Regions from separate parts of the Mus musculus genome. Here region 1 is linked to region 2. The links are chromatin contacts, called in public capture Hi-C maps. All regions are on one chromosome and are shown on one strand. Each heading gives the region's core, a stretch centred on a gene start, on an enhancer-like site or on the middle of the called end of the contact. The rest is flanking DNA. Distances are from core to core; before and after follow the strand shown.

Region 1 (2,700 bases), core at 117-2,616, 2.7 Mb after region 2:
AGGCATGCTTGCTTATGTGTGCACATACCTGTATGCTCATGCACACATACAAGTCCATCCACACACACGCATAGGCACATACACACATACACATGACATACATTTACAAAAATAAAGCCAAAATATTTCAATTCACACAAGGGTCAATCAGAATAGGGTGTACTGTGACTTATGACCAAAGAATTCAGAGTAGCAGGTGGGGATGCTGAGAGTTATCATATGACTGTGATGTAGAGAGAAGAGAGAAAATGGGACCACAGAGGGAGAAAGATGGGGAGGTTGGGGAGGGGTATGGCTCTGTGGTAGATTTGCTTGGGGGAGATAGATTAGAGTTCCTGCTATATGCAACTAATAGGCTAGCTTTGTTGTTATGGGGAGCCCACCAGGGATGACCACTCAGACACAGCCTACAGAAGTCTTTGTTCCAGCCAGCTTGGATGGTTACACTCAAGTATTCAGGACCCAAGTGTAGTGTTAATTGTTTAGAGTAAGGGTTTTTTAAAGGCAAAAACCATGTCCAGGCATCTTACTCAGCAGCTGCAGGAGGAAGGTTTTGTGCAAGTGAGTAGTTTAACAGAAACTAAGATAAGCATTTAGTTGGAGGGGAGGTATTCCATAAACAGGGCATTTAACAGAAGCTAAGATAAGTTAGCTGGGGCACTTTGACCTCAAGTTCCTAGAAAAGAGTTAATTTTCCATGAGACTTTTTGTCAAAGAGATCAAATTCTAGCTAAACCTAAAATGGCCCCAGAAAGAATATAAGATGGAGGAAACTTTGCAGTGCTTTGCCCTGTCCTGTTGATAGGCACACCAGAATTATCATTGTTGTTTTTAATCTGCAGTTTTAGGAATTAGGTATCATGGTAAAGATGTTTAACAATAACAAAACAAAACAAAACAAACAAACAAAAAAATAAAACCTGACTTTCTATGAAGTTCAACGTCTTGCCTAAAGTCATATTGCTACTAAGAGGCATGGGTAGGAAACCCAAGACTTCTGATTTGAAATCCCATGTGTCAACTGTGATTTATCTGTCTCTGGTTTTGTGGGTGTGGACTTCCCTGAACTTCTAATATTTTCATCACTGCTAGAGTTCTGGCAAAGGGGCCAGAGCAGGGATGAGGAGAGGGACAAGGACCCTCTGCAGTCAGGTGTTTCTCTCTGTGAACTTTCCTCTTTAGAACAAAGGTCACAGCCCATCATACCCTCACCTCTGTTCATAGAACATATGCAGGAGATGCAGTGCTCCAGGTCAGGTGAGGCCAGGCCAGCTGGGAGAGATGAATGCAGAGCCCCGAATCCATGGTATCCTGGGGCTGTTTGTGTACTGTGTAATCTCTGTGTCTACAATCTCTTTTGAGAGAAGCTTCGCAGGCAACTGTCTCTAAAGCCTCCTTATTCCTACCCTGACCCACAGCTGGCTGCTTTTACAGGACTGGGTACTGGCCCAAAGACAATCTTATCACAGACTGACAGAACTGTGATTCAGGTTGGTGGCCACGGATGTGACCAGACAGGAGCGTAGCAGTCAGCTGGACCTCTTGGTAAAGGGAGAAAAAGGAGCAAAAAGCTAACCATCTCAAGGAGTTCTGGGATCCTGAATATGAAGTCTACGATTTGGCAGCTCCCAGAGTCAACCCCTAGCCACCAGGCCTTTATTTTGTGAATCCCTTGAAAAAGTCCCCTCTTGATGTAGCTTAGGGATGGAGCACTTGTCTGGCATTCATGAGGCCCTGTGTTTAATTACCAGCAACACGTACATGCACACAAAAGTGTCTGCTCACTTTAGACCTCAGCTGAGGGGTGTCTTAAGTAGTCTGCTGCTTGTAGCATCAAGCACTAGAGTACATTTTATATTTACGATTCTGTCTTTCTCTAAAACTGAGGACAGAACCCAGGGCCAGCTAGGCAAATGCCCACCATTGAGCTGTATGCCAAAGCACCCATGTTTACTTCTTCAACTGTTTACAAGAGGCCCAGAAGGGAGCATTCTGGAATGTCTCCTCCCTTCCCTTCTGGCAGGCTCTCTCCACAACGGCAACTATCTTCCCAGATTTTGGGGGCATCTTTCCATCTAAGCAGACATAATCCTATTTGCATTCTGTCCCGTTCTTCCCATCTTGCACACATATTCTCGTTGCTCTGTGGCATTTTTTTTTCCTTTGTAGTTGTGAAGGCTTAATTAACTTTTGCTCTCAGTGAGGGCAGAGACTTGTGATGCTCTCTTGGTGTGGCAAGACTGCTTTCCTCGTTCACATTCCGGGAGAGGGCGGGGGCAGCAGCTGAGGCCTGGAGCCTTGGGGAAGTTGTGCGTTTGTATTCATGCCTGCATGCACCTGTGCATCTCCAGGAGGGGCTGCCGGAGAGCTCGGCTGTGGATGCCTTTGTTAGTCAGCTCTCCATCATTGTGGAATAACACCTGGAATAATCGACGTAAGGAAACATTTATGTTGGCTCATGTTTTTGTAGGTTTCTTATATGGTCCTGCTGTTTGGGGTCTGTAGTGGTGCATTAGAGCAAGGGTGTTCACGTTGTAATAGTCAAAAAGCAAAGAGAGAGGAAGAAGATATTGGTTGTGCTCCCAATATCATCCTTAAGGGTCCATCCTGAAAGACCTAACTCCCTCCCACTGGGTTCTACCTTCTAAAGATCCCATTCTAGCTCCTGATGTTGGAGACCAAGCCTTCAGTCCATATGCC
Region 2 (2,700 bases), core at 4-2,503:
AGGCTGTTTGGAGAGCCTCTCAGGTCAGAGGAGATGGAGAGGCCACAGAGAGAGGCCAGTGAGGCAACAAGGCTCTTGGGACACTGTGGTCCACAAACCCTAAAACACTTACATAATCTGACCCTTTGCAGTAAAAGTTACCAACTCCCGAGTTTTACTGTAGATGAGGCAAATGAAATGGGACCTTAAAGCTGTGAGATCACAGTCATTGGCTGGGATCAGAAGAAGGAAGGAGGCACTGTCTGTGGTAGCAGAGGCTGGAGACAAAGAACATGCCTCTGAGCGGGGAAACTCTGAGGACTTCCTGTGAATGAAAAAATGGTCCAGCCAAGACTGACAACCGACCGTACTCAACAGGAAAGTCTTTCTCAGTCTCAGTCTCTCTCTCAATATCTTTCATTTCATGTAACAGGAATCCACGGGAGTGCCACCGTGAGAGTGCCCTACTTAAGGGCACTGGGCCTAGAGGCTGGTTTTCCAGGTTCCCCCGGGGCCTGCAGGCAGCTTTAGATTTTACTGGAGAGTAAGCACTGAGAGGAAGTCACTTTGAGTATACTGCTGTCATCCATGTCATTAGTGAGGGAAAAACTGGGACTGGAGGAGAGGTGGCTGAAGATTAGTTGATGAATTGTCCTTAGGTTTTCTTTACACCCACCTTAGTCATTTTTTGTGAACACCTCCTTCCCCCCGCGCGCGCGCTTAAAAGGTAGCAAACAGTCTGCATAGACCCAACCAAAGACCAATGTAGGGAGATAACTGTTGAGCATGGGCCAAGGCCAACAGACTCAGCAGGGAGTTCCTCATTTTCTCATGGGTAATATTCCCTTTTCAGGCTGGAGAAGTGAGGGTCAGAGACTGAAGCACTTAGGTTAAACATCCCAGCTCAAGATGTGTTTAAAGGATAACATGCTTAGATTTTCTAATGCCAATTTACAACACATCAGATTATGTCCCGCGACTGGTGTTATGAAGAACATGTCTATCCAAAGTCCTAAAATGTCATTAAGGGTTAAATGCATGCAAGCAGCGTTCACGTGCTTCCTTGGTTTGGGGCACAGAGAAAGGTAGAGTACGGCGGATGTTAGGACGGCGAGGCAGGCACCAGAAAGCCCTTATTTCTACTTTCTTCTGCTTATTTCGACCCCGACGCACGCCTAAATAGCAAGTAGCACAAAATGTATAGCCCTAATGTGCAGGGCTGTTCTTTTCCGTCGGTCGTCGATCGTGCCACAGTGGCGCAGTTCGCTGCGGATGGTGCAGGGTGACCCAACGCTCTGCGCATGCTCACACACATCTGATCCTTCCCAGGCCCACCCTTTCCTTCTTCCTGGTGGTCTGCAGCCCACCCTACCTTTTACTTCTAAATTCACCCTCCGCCTTTCCCAGTCCGTTTCTTTCTTTTTAATACCCCCACCCCCGCCTCCTCCCGACAAGTCAACCAAAAACGTCAAGGGAACGTGAGGACCAAGGGAAGGAGCGGAACACTGCAGGATGCGCGAATGAGTCAGCGAGCTGGGGAGGCAGATCCAAGCGACTCAGGGACCGCGGGGGCTGCCGGGCGCCGTGCCAATACGCACGTCCCTTCTGCCGGGCGGGGTCGGCCAGCGCCCACCGGATGGGGCTGAGAAAGTGCAGTTGTCAGGAATCCGAGGCATCTCTGTGGAGCAGCAGGTTACGCCAGAGTCTGCCTCGAGGGCGAGGGCGAATGCCCCACCTGCGCCCGGCAGTCTCCCCACCTGTCCATCTATTTTGCCGCAGGCCATTCGGCTTCGTCGTGCAGCACACCAGGTCGCTCACGTTTCCCACGCTGCCTGCTTCTTTTTATTTCAGTCAGCTTTACATATACTACGCGTGCAAAAGCGTTCACCCATTCCAGCTGTTCGGGTAGATGACTAATTTTTGATGCCTGCAGTCTCCTGTCTCCGTGCCACCCCACTGCAATCATCAGAGTGCAAATTTACTCTTAGAACATTCTCCTGCAGCATGCTCTCACTGAGGTTACCCGGTCATTGTTCGGTGGCATTCGAGCGACTGTAGGCTTTTGTAACGGACCCAGCAGGAGGAGATAATCTGGGAGAGACACCAGCTCCTCCCCTTAGCTATCAACCTATTCAAACAATGGACCAAAGAATTAAAATTTCCCCAGGACTCCCAAGCGTTTGAGGGTGGAGGTGGGGTGCAGATCCCCTGGTGAGGAGGGTTAAGGGACGGTGGTGGGGGTGGGGTGGGGGTTAGGACGGGGCACTTTGCCTACCGGGAAAGATTTCACAGGGATCTGACAACTTTATCATACCCTTATTTCCTGGCCTTTGTTTCATCACTTCTGTAAAATTTACACCTGTTACAGAAATGGCGGAGAAAAACTAGGCATCATTCTCTGTTTTGGACAAGTCGTACATAAATCCAATTTTCCTTCAATTTTGCTTCCTTATATCTTTTAAAATGTATCAGGAAGCTGGTCGGATTGACACAAACATTTAATCCCAGCACTCTGGAGAAGAGGCAGGAGGATCAGTGAGTTAGAGGTCAACTAGGTCTATGTGGTGAATTGCAGGATATCCAAAGCTACATCTTGAGACCCTGCCTTGAAAAATTAGAACAAGGAAAAAAAGAACCAGGTTTAAGATGTAAATGTCTTCCTGTGACATTTTTCTCAGTTACTTTTTCATATATTAGCAGATAGGAGGTATTTCTTATGGA

What was found. Capture Hi-C pulls out chosen DNA fragments and counts their contacts.
Region 1: a capture Hi-C map of embryonic stem cells shows a contact between it and region 2, with 4 times the contacts expected there. The contact joins two enhancer-like sites. A contact is called at or near these places in 4 of 115 datasets of contacts at active chromatin or transcription factors (embryonic stem cells and extraembryonic endoderm stem cells) and 1 of 9 other capture datasets (embryonic stem cells).

The regions. Positions count from the first base shown.
Region 1 is chr6:125,440,510-125,443,209 of GRCm38.p6, forward strand. The region is part of intron 4 of Gm32673 (a long non-coding RNA gene); the gene reads left to right. Among named protein-coding and RNA genes, the nearest start is that of Gm32673, 11 kb to the left of the region's middle. Within about 2 kb of position 1,367, at least 8 of the 459 cell types and tissues checked have an H3K27ac peak or open chromatin away from gene starts, as enhancers often do. A contact at or near this core is called in embryonic stem cells and extraembryonic endoderm stem cells, where this site is marked.
Region 2 is chr6:122,763,253-122,765,952 of GRCm38.p6, forward strand. It overlaps a transcript of Slc2a3 not described here. Among named protein-coding and RNA genes, the nearest start is that of Slc2a3, 22 kb to the left of the region's middle. RefSeq lists an enhancer at 777-2,700. Within about 2 kb of position 1,254, at least 236 of the 459 cell types and tissues checked have an H3K27ac peak or open chromatin away from gene starts, as enhancers often do. A contact at or near this core is called in embryonic stem cells and extraembryonic endoderm stem cells, where this site is marked.